2 separate regions of the Anser cygnoides genome follow, and region 1 is linked to region 2. A link is a contact called in public Hi-C data. All regions are on one chromosome and are shown on one strand. The core of a region is the stretch at or near the end of the contact, and the rest is flanking DNA. Distances in the headings are between cores, read along the strand shown.

Evidence for each region. A called contact is a pair of places that touch in the nucleus more often than the background predicts.
Region 1: a Hi-C map of liver shows a contact between it and region 2, with 2.2 times the contacts expected there. The contact joins the enhancer-like site here to the promoter of WSB1 in region 2. A contact is called at or near these places in 2 of 7 Hi-C or Micro-C datasets (both in liver).

What each region holds. Positions count from the first base shown.
Region 1 is chr18:12,083,645-12,088,751 of Taihu_goose_T2T_genome, reverse strand. The region is part of intron 1 of KSR1 (kinase suppressor of ras 1); the gene reads right to left. Among named protein-coding and RNA genes, the nearest start is that of KSR1, 17 kb to the right of the region's middle. Within about 2 kb of position 3,036, at least 2 of the 3 cell types and tissues checked have open chromatin away from gene starts, as enhancers often do. A contact at or near this core is called in liver, where this site is marked.
Region 2 is chr18:12,023,721-12,028,097 of Taihu_goose_T2T_genome, reverse strand. WSB1 (WD repeat and SOCS box containing 1) reads right to left here and starts at 2,236. Exons shown (of 9, transcript XM_066979823.1): 1 at 2,021-2,236; 2 at 1,443-1,611; 3 at 223-491. The coding sequence starts at 2,060.

The sequences.
Region 1 (5,107 bases), core at 1,787-4,286, 60 kb before region 2:
TTTGCAGTGAAAATGGAGGAGAGAGATGGCTGAGAAAACCACATGCTTTTTTTTTTTTTTTTTTTTTTTTTAAAAAAAGCCAACTATAGGAAATTGCTTAACTGGAATGTGGCAACTTGCCATATTCTCTGAAAGTATCTTTTAAAACAGCAAAACAACCTAATTTTAACAAGCTGCTATGAAACTGCAGTTTGAGATTGTCAAAAAGAACAAAATACACTAAAAGCCCCTCTGTTCAGAATGTTTTTGACCTATAAAACATGTCTCCTCATCACAGATTTTAGGAGGAAAAAACAAAAATGCTGGTATGCTCTGCCATGCAGTAGGAATCAGAGATTTTCAATTTGCTCATCAGCTTTACAGCGTGCTTCCTGAGTGCTCTGCACAATGCACTGAGGCACAAAGCAGGAAATATAGGAATGAAAAATTTTCTCTGGAAACATAACTGAGATTTGGATGCCAAGTAGAAAGCTGATCACCCACAGCTCAGCTCTAGCAAAAGCTCCTAAAACAAATCAAGAGTAAAGCGGACTGTATGAGTTTTCTTTTTCTTTCCTCCGGGTCTGGGTATACCATTATTAAGTGGGAATCATACTGAGCTCGTTTCCCTGGTCAGCTTTCTTTCCTTCCCAGAAAAAAAAGCACGTAAACTCATAGAGCTTATCCTTCCAATTCCCCCTTTTTCTGCAATCCCAAGTGTTCGCAGGTTAGCCGTTCTGCTGTCTCAAACCAGGAACATTACAGTTGCTGGCAAACTTCTGTGTAGCTGACTTACAGTCAGGAGACAAGGTAAAGGGACACAAGCCCAGGAGACCTGATGGGAGGCACGCCTTCAACAAGTATTTCCAAACCAACTGTCATGGAGCATGGCAAGTGTGTCTTGCAATTATGCTACAGCACGTCGAGTACAGAAATTCAAGCTGTGCCTGAGGTATCCTGCGTTCAAGCATCACTTCTCCTGCAAAGCGCTCCTGATTTCCTAGTACAGAAGTATTCACAGACGCCTAGCATATTCACTTAACTGTTGTTTGCAGAAGGCTGAGGATTTGTGAGATTTAACGCAGTTTGAGACATTTACTTCTGTGCAGTTGGGAACAAGGGGGAACCATCATCCTGGATAGCCAATCACCCAGACGCACAGGAGGGACTTCCCTGCAGTGGATTACAGCTAGAAACTGCTTTCTAAAACCCCAGGACCATCCCTCTGAAGGGGTGAGTGTTCAAACGAGGAAGAAGGGCTACTTGAAGATGTTTGGGTTTAATGTGAGATGTGGGGAAGAGCTATGAAACAGAAGAATGGTGTTGCAGGAAGGCTTTACTTGTTGCTTTTCTCCTGATTCTTTTTTAAACTTACTGAGGTGAGCTACGCACAAAACTCTACCGTTTAACTGTGCTGTAAGATTGCTGTTCAGTTGCTGGCTTTCTGTGACTGTGTTTTGAATGAAGTTTTGTACTGGACTGGTTCTCCTTCCTTCCTACTCCCCCTGCTACTCTGCAAGGGAATGAGCAGAAAGAGTGAGGCAACAGGAAGAGTAGGAGTCAGCTCTACAGAGGCAAAGCAGGATGTGACCTCTGTTCCCTAAATAGGGCAGAAACGGTTGGAACATGATATCCAAGCTGGTGTCTCCCTAAAGCAAGGGAAGACTGTATCAAGGACCAAAAGTGAAGCGGTTTATTATGGGTTAGAAACTGTGCATTTAATGAAATCAGTAGTGCTTTGAAGGTGGAACTGCAAAGAACTTAATGACTGTTCTGGTGGATTCTTGCTAAAGAAAACCTGAACACTGGAGTACTCAATGAAGCCTCAACTCTGCTAACCTTTGGTCCTGCTCCTACCTGAGAGCATCCAGCTCCTGCAGCCTTGGTGCCCTGCCTTCATAGGGACAAGGTTTCTGGAAACCCATGTGAGCTGCTCGTTCAGCTGAGAGGCAGCCCTTTCCCACTCCAGCTGTGTCGCCCTGTTAGACCTGGCCTTTGAATTTAACAGCCTCTTATGACCATGGTTTTCATGAGCTGCCTGATCCCCAGCTTTCCAGGGGCAGCATACAGATTACCACCTGGAACAAGGCAATGAGAGTTAATTACCATAAGGTAGTCTCATCTCCAGCTACAAAGCTATGCAAAGTGTCTTTTCAGTCTCAAATCTAAAATTACTGCATTAGCGCGCAAAAGAGGCTTTACTGTTTAAGTAACCCAGCTCCCCTACTACTTCAGTGCTTCCGTGCTGGCTACAGTTCCAATCAGCTTACTGGTGTTGGGGCTGCACAGACAGGGAAGGTGGTACCCCGATGCTAGAAGTTCATGCTTTGCAGGTAGTGATTCACCTAGTTCAACCTCTTAATCTGCAGCCCAGGAGACCACACCAACTTCTGAACATGCCTGCCTTCAAAGACAGGGCCTTGTCTGTGAAGGATTTCTAGTCCTAGATAAACAAACAAACAAAGCGTTGCAATTAAGATGACTAGCTGGGTTAGTGGCAGCTAGGATGACTGAACCCCAGAGCAGCTACACCCACATACCAGAACAGGGTTGTGACAGCAGGCATAATTGCTCAGGCCATTAAAGTCAGAAATAGACACATCTGCTAGGGCCACTGAAGTCTGACCCCCAGCTTGGGGAGGTAATTCTGCATGTTTCATGCGTGTATGCCCCAACGCAGGAGTTTAAACACATACTGAGGCAAAGGTAAGACCTGTACTCAATACATCTCCAGAGATTAAAAAGGAAAACTCACACCGCTGCTTTAGAGATTAGTGCTCCTTCTATCTCCCTTCTACTGGAAGGGGCCCTCTGTAGTTCCCTATGGATGACTGTTGGACCAGCTTCTTGCAATGCCTCGACTTTATCTTGCTTTTCCTGTTTAGCTGAAGCACTTCTGTACGAAGCTAAGAAAAACTGACCTGGAGTTTGTTTATGCTTTCAAAGGGTATGTGTTTTGTGCTGGAAATTAGTACCTCTAACCAGACTGACTCTGTACTACAATAATAACTGGAAATGAACTCTGGACCATCATCTCCTAGACACTCTGGGTTAGATCACGTTGCGTAAATAATAGTCAGCTCTGGGGGTGGGGAAAGGACAGACTGCAGCACTTCCAGTGACATGGAGCAGCCTGCCTTCTGCTGCAAAGGCAAATACTCTCTCAGCAGCTGCACAAAGCTTCAGAGCAGTGATCATATATGTGAAACCGACAGACACAGCAATGGGAGGAGAGGAAAAAGCTTTGGGGTTACACAGAGGCTGAAGGGAAGGACCAGGCTATAAAGCAAGGTACTATACAGTTTCACTTGAGTTTTAACATTGAGACTAGCAGATAGCCTGTCAGGAGCGTGCTTCAGATATCAGCCCCAGGTAAGCAACACTAAGGCTCCATTTGTCTCGTAACCGTACCATCTGTGATATCTGTGCCATTTCCATGTAAGAATTACTGTGTGATAACAAAGTGCAGTGAAGTCACTTCTTGTCCTGCTTCCACCTTTGTCCTGTCTCCCAAATACCAGGAGCATCAGGACTACAAGCACTTTCTCTGAAATGTGTCTGCCCTACTTACTTGTCAAAAGAGGTTAGAAAAACTGGCTAGTAGAAATGGTCTCGTGAATAGGTGGACTGCTTTCAGCTCCTGTTCAAGTGAGACTATAATGTGCTCAGCTTTCATTTCGGAATGTTAGTAAGGCTCCCTTCTTGAATTTGACCATTCTGGAGAATGAGGAACAGAAAAAAGGCATAGGTTCAGAGTAGGCAGTCCTCCCTCTTACTGCAGGGGGAATCGCAGAGTACACAACTCCTCACCTCAATAGTCCTTTCTGAGTAACCTTCAAACACACGGGCACATCCTACCTATCTACACAAAAAGACAACAGAGTAGTCTTCATTCACAAAAGGATCATGATAAATGATGACCTCCAAGGAGATACTGGATTTGTTCCTCTAACGTGCTTATGGAGAAGTAAAATTAGGGTAAAGACATGGTTCTGATGTCAGATATGGCCTTCCATAGTGTATATCCTTTCTCCATATATGCAGCTGAGCTTTGTGCTTCAAAATTAAGATATATTACTGCTTTGGGATCTGACCCAGAACAAACTGAGTCGTATTTCCTCTACCTCAGCAAGGAATCAAGCGAGGTAAGACACCATCAAGAATCTGCAAAACTACTCCTTTAATTCCAACACTGGAAGGAATTTAACAGAGGCCAGAAAGATAAAACCATCTTTAAAAGTACTTAGTCATTTTCCAATAACAAATGGAGCTTGAATTGCATCTACAGCCTGCAGACTAAGCACTAAAAAAACCACCCAAGCTTAGACTCATTGCAAATACTGAATGAGCGAGTCGCCTACCTGGAATAAAGATAGTATTATTCATATAGTCACTGCTACAGAACTATCACATAACTTCTAATGGACATATATATAAAAAAAACAGTACTTAAATATCTGCGCTGGGAAAAAATATCCTGAACTGGGCCAAAACCCAGGAAGCCTTTGCTACCTTTCCTTGAAAGCCACTAATAAATAGCGTCTTCAGCTTGGGGAACAAATGGTCATGGATTTAGAGTAATGCCATGTTCTTGGCAAATATAATACTGAGAGCATTCCCTGCCTAGAACAGGATGGGAAATGTATGAATATTCATATAAATATACTAACATTTTTCTTGTCCTTAAATCAAATTCTACTGAAGTGGAAAGAAATCTGTGTGGACTCTGAAACGGTCCCTGGTCACAACAGAGAGGTGACACAGTAATGTGCTCTTATAGGAACCTGGAACTTGGTACAGGTTGATCTCCATATATTATTGGCCACCCAGAGGCCATTCAATGAGCTAGGAAATTTGGTAGGATGAGTCAGATCAATGCACGTAACACTATTATTCACGTGGGTAATGAAGAACAGCATTCATTTTTTGAACTCTACGTTAACAAGCCCACCTGATCATCCACCTCTTATTAGTTCATACAAGACTTGGATTGGACATTGTTTCTGCAAGTTAGTAGTTACCTTTAACAACTCCTGGTACTGCCTTCCTTCAATAAGGCAGAGAAAGAATCCTTTTGCATTCTAAAAATATCCACTTTCTCAGTTTGTTATCCTTTGGTATTTGAGTG
Region 2 (4,377 bases), core at 987-3,486:
GGCTTTCTCTTACATCACTTACATCTCAAAGCATGACCTGAGTCTGTTCCTTCCTCTAGCAGTATCAGATGTTCCTAGTTGCAGTTCATTATTTCAAAAATACTTAATTTGTATTCAAGAGTCAACTCCCAATTAAAATTCTGTAAAGAATTTTTTCTGCGTATTAATGTTCCTACTGCATAAAGTGACACTGACATGCCAACTTCCCCTCACACACTCTACCTGTATATACATCCCATATCTTGATGCGCCCATTGTTCAAGCCTGTTGCAAGTAGAAGCTGGTCTTGCCCAAATTTGAAACGATGCCATTCTATATTCACACAGCGACTCTGCTTCTCAGGCACCGAAGACCCAAAAGCAAGACTCCATACAATATCACCACAGTCTATTATATGTTCACAGGGCTTATTTTTCTGACCACTGTCACTGTTCTGTCTTGCAAGTCTTGTACTGATAGAATTTGCAACATTCTTTGTGCCATGCAACAAGCTGCAAAACAAACAAGAAAAACATAAAGAGTCTTTAAAAATAAGTAGCTACATATCGTGTGACATTCAGAATGCAATAGAACAGAAAGGTCTTTAAGATGTAATGAAATCTGTGAGTTGCCATGACGTACACGCATGGAGGCCCATAAGAATGCATTTTTACTTTCAAATTATAAAAGCTGGGTTTTCTTATAACTGTCAAGAATTATTAACCCTTGGAAAACTTCTACAAAGACTGTCCATGTCTTCACCTCTGTAGAAACATATTAACTCACTTTGAAAAACATTACAAGCATTTACAGACAAAATAAGCTACAAAAATGTCTAACACTTCCTGCTAAATAAGCAAGAAGTTCCCTGCAATTCACTTACGTTCATGGAAAACTGGGATGAGACATTGAAACCAGCATATGAAAAACAACTAAACCGTCACCAGCAACAGGAAAACAAAAAAAGGGATTTGCTGGGAACAATGGAAGCAAAACTTAACTAAGTACAAAGATTCAACTGCTAGATACTAACTTCTTTAAAATGTAACCTACAGCTGAAAATAAAACATCTTTTGGAACTTAACTTTCACTCTAAAGTGAATAATAATAGAAGGGGTCTGCCTTTAAGTAAATTCCTAGAAGGTAAAAATAAAATAGCCCTCTGATAGGAAATGTAAGAGTCCAGATCTGCTTTAGTTTTCAAAATTCCATGTTCGTTCTAACTTCCGCTTATTTTAGAGCACTTGACTGAATTAGTAAATTACTCCGTTGTGAATTTGCAATACAATTGTTTCTCTGGCTGGCCACAGAGAAGGAGATAATGGCTAGTACTTTAAAGAACTATTTTTTCCTAAGATGTCAAGGCTTAAAGAGACAATATATGAGTTTGAATCTATTAAACATTATCTTCTATTTGGAAATTCTTAAGCTTTCAGTTTAAGAGCTGTATGGTTTTATCTTACAAGTTATTAAGGCACTGGGACCAGGGGACCAGCTTCACTATGCGATGCCCTTGTGACCAAGCAAAGTAAGATCCATCGGGAGCAAACGCAACAGTCCAGTTCTCACGTCCACACTTCTTGTCAAAAGGAGAAGTGGGGGCTAACAGTTCTCCTACAGTACGTGATCGTGCTGAAAAGAAAACAAAGAGGAAATTCCATTAAGAAATAAATTCAGCATATTTTAAAAAGTTACAGAGGAACCAGGCGAAACGTTAATTATTTTGCTTTTATTTGTCTTACGGTCACAATATAACCAAGCAAACGAGCAAGCCTCAGCTGCAAAGGAGGTTGAGTCCCTACGGCCGCACAGCCGGCCGCGCACACGGACCGGGGCCTTCGCCGCGCCGCCACAGCGGGGGGAACGCGGGCGAGCGGCCGGCACCCGGCGGCCCTCGGCCCCGCCACGATCGCGGCCGCTCGGTGCCCGGGCGCTGCCGGCAGCGGCAGGCGGGGAGCCCGGCTGGGAGCCCGGCGGCCCCCCCGCGCGCCGCCCGGCCCGCTCCCGCCCCCCCGGCCCGCTCGGCCCGGCCGCCCCTCACCGATGAGCTTCTCGTTGACCCTCGGGGGAAAGCTGGCCATCGACGGGGCCGCCCTTCGGAACGGCTCGGGCGCGGAGCGGGGACCTGCGGCGCGAGCGGGCGCGGCTGAGGGGGAGCGACCGACCGCCGCTCGCCGGGGCGCAGGCACTGGGACAAAATGGCGGCGGCGGCACGGGGAGTAGCGCGGCGGGGAGGGGCGGCCTCGCCCCGCGGGCGGGCGGGGGACGGGCGGCCTCCTCCGGCCTCCTCCGGCCTCCCTCCTCGCTGCGCCCCGGCCGCCAGCACGGCCTGCGCCTCGCCCCCCGCTGCCGGCCGGCCCCGGGCCCCCGCCGCCCGTCTCTGATCCCCGGTGCCTCGTCCCGACCTGCCCGCGCCCCTCCTGCCGCCGTCCCGAGCGGGCCCGGCCCTCCCCGCCCGCCGGAGCTCGCTCTGCAAAAGCAGCGCGCGTTCCTTGAGGCGGTCGAAGCACGCGGCCTGACGGGAGCCCTGCCTTCGCTGTAAGAACGTCCTGGATGTGCTTAAAATACAGCCTGTGCCCGTCGTGCCTGGGAGGAAAACCGGGTTGTGGTGCTGTCGTGGCGAGGCCCGCGGGTGCCGCCCGTTTTAGCCACCCCACAGGCCCCTCCGGGTCACCTCTTGACCCTGGGAGCGGGCTAAGCCTGCGCTAGCCTGGCTCCTGCCTCCCTGCCTTGGACAGAGGTCATCTCCATTATCTTCTAAGGCACGTTGTGACATCCTTGATGTCTGTTGACTGTGGGACTGCAAGGCAACACGTAAAACAAAAAGTATGCGAAAGCTTATATGAATGCGTTGCAGAACGTGTGTGTGATACTGACCTGCACGCTTGATTCTATCTTCCCTGACCAGGAGCTGGAAAATTCTTGGGATTTTCCTACTCTCCTGATGTTTCGTTATAAAACTGTACAGTTCACTGTCTAGATCCAGCAAGATCTGGTTTATGCTCAACTTTTAAATGTATAGTTAAGGTTAATGGGGTTGCCCATAAACTACTTGTCCCCGAGGCCACCTCGTTCTGTGTGGTTTTGTCTTAAGGTCTGCGTATTCTTTCCCCTTCCTTTTCCCCATTCTCCTTTTGCACATCTAAGTTCTGCCCCTCTTCTAAGACTTCTTTCCATGCTCTCTCTTTGTACTTCAAGACAGCACATAGTATAATTAACTGCAGCTAATAACGATGATTTCATTCCAAAGTAGTGGCCCTGCTGGTGGAAACACTGAAGTAGCCATAGGGTTTAGCTATTCTGCTGTAGCAACAGATATTACCCTTGTGCAATCAAGGCCAGCAGAGCATTTTTTAAATCATGTAGTAAAACAGTGTTAAAGAAATGAGCAGGAAGAAGTTCTGAGTATGTCTGAGTAGGTCCCAACACTTGTTTGGTACTCTCTTGGCCCATCCTAGCACTGACCTGTCCCAGGGCTTCCTGGCAGCGTAACGCTGCTCCTGCTCTATCCATCCTCTGCTGCCTGCAGATGGAAAAGCCCTGACCAGCTGTCTCCACATAACTCCCCAACTTCTCGTAACAAGGCAGATCCGTAGCCATTGTGAAATGCTGCCTTGGAGTTACACATGAGTCGTGAACGTTTGAACCAGGCCATCTCGTAGCTGAGATGACTCACGTTGTAAGAGTTCTCCCGGGGGTCTGAGCCTCACCTGCAGCCAGGATAAGGCTGGGTTCTGTTTGCTTACCTTGGGGGGCTGTTACAGCCAGGAAAGATAGCAGTCAAGTTACACAGCTTTGTAGGGCTGTTGCCATGTTACTGGCCTTCTTGCTCACTTTCTTAAAAGAAGCAAAGTATTTGTCAATTTATTATTTCTGTAAGTTTCTGTATTTTTGTAACTTCTGCTTCAGTAGTTGGTGTTTCTTCCTGAGTGTGCTTTCTGTTCATTCATGTAACAGATCTGAGGGCTAGAAGAGATGATTGCTTAGTCTGGTCTCTGTGTGACGCAGGAATCCCGTGTAACCCGGGGCACTGTCTAGCACTGAGGGTTTCCAGCAGCTACCCCGTTGTTCAGCCTGTACAACACCGCGGTCCAGCTGCCAGTCTTTGACCTTCCCAGGCTGTAGTTTGTGTCTTACGGACACAGAGACAAATTGTGATATGCAAAATCCCAGGTTTTTGCAAGTGCATTAGAAATTGGTGTCACAAGCTGTCCTGGAGGCGTTACCAACACCTTCTCTCTTCGTGCCTGCCTGGAAGCACTGTTGTCTCATGTCTGAGGCCAGGGTAGCAGAGGTAGAAGGCTGGGTTCTGTCTGCACGCTGCTGACTGAACTGTCCTGGCCGGTAAAGCGTATCTTTTTAAAAATCAGTCAAAACTTGGAGAGAGAAAGAATCCAC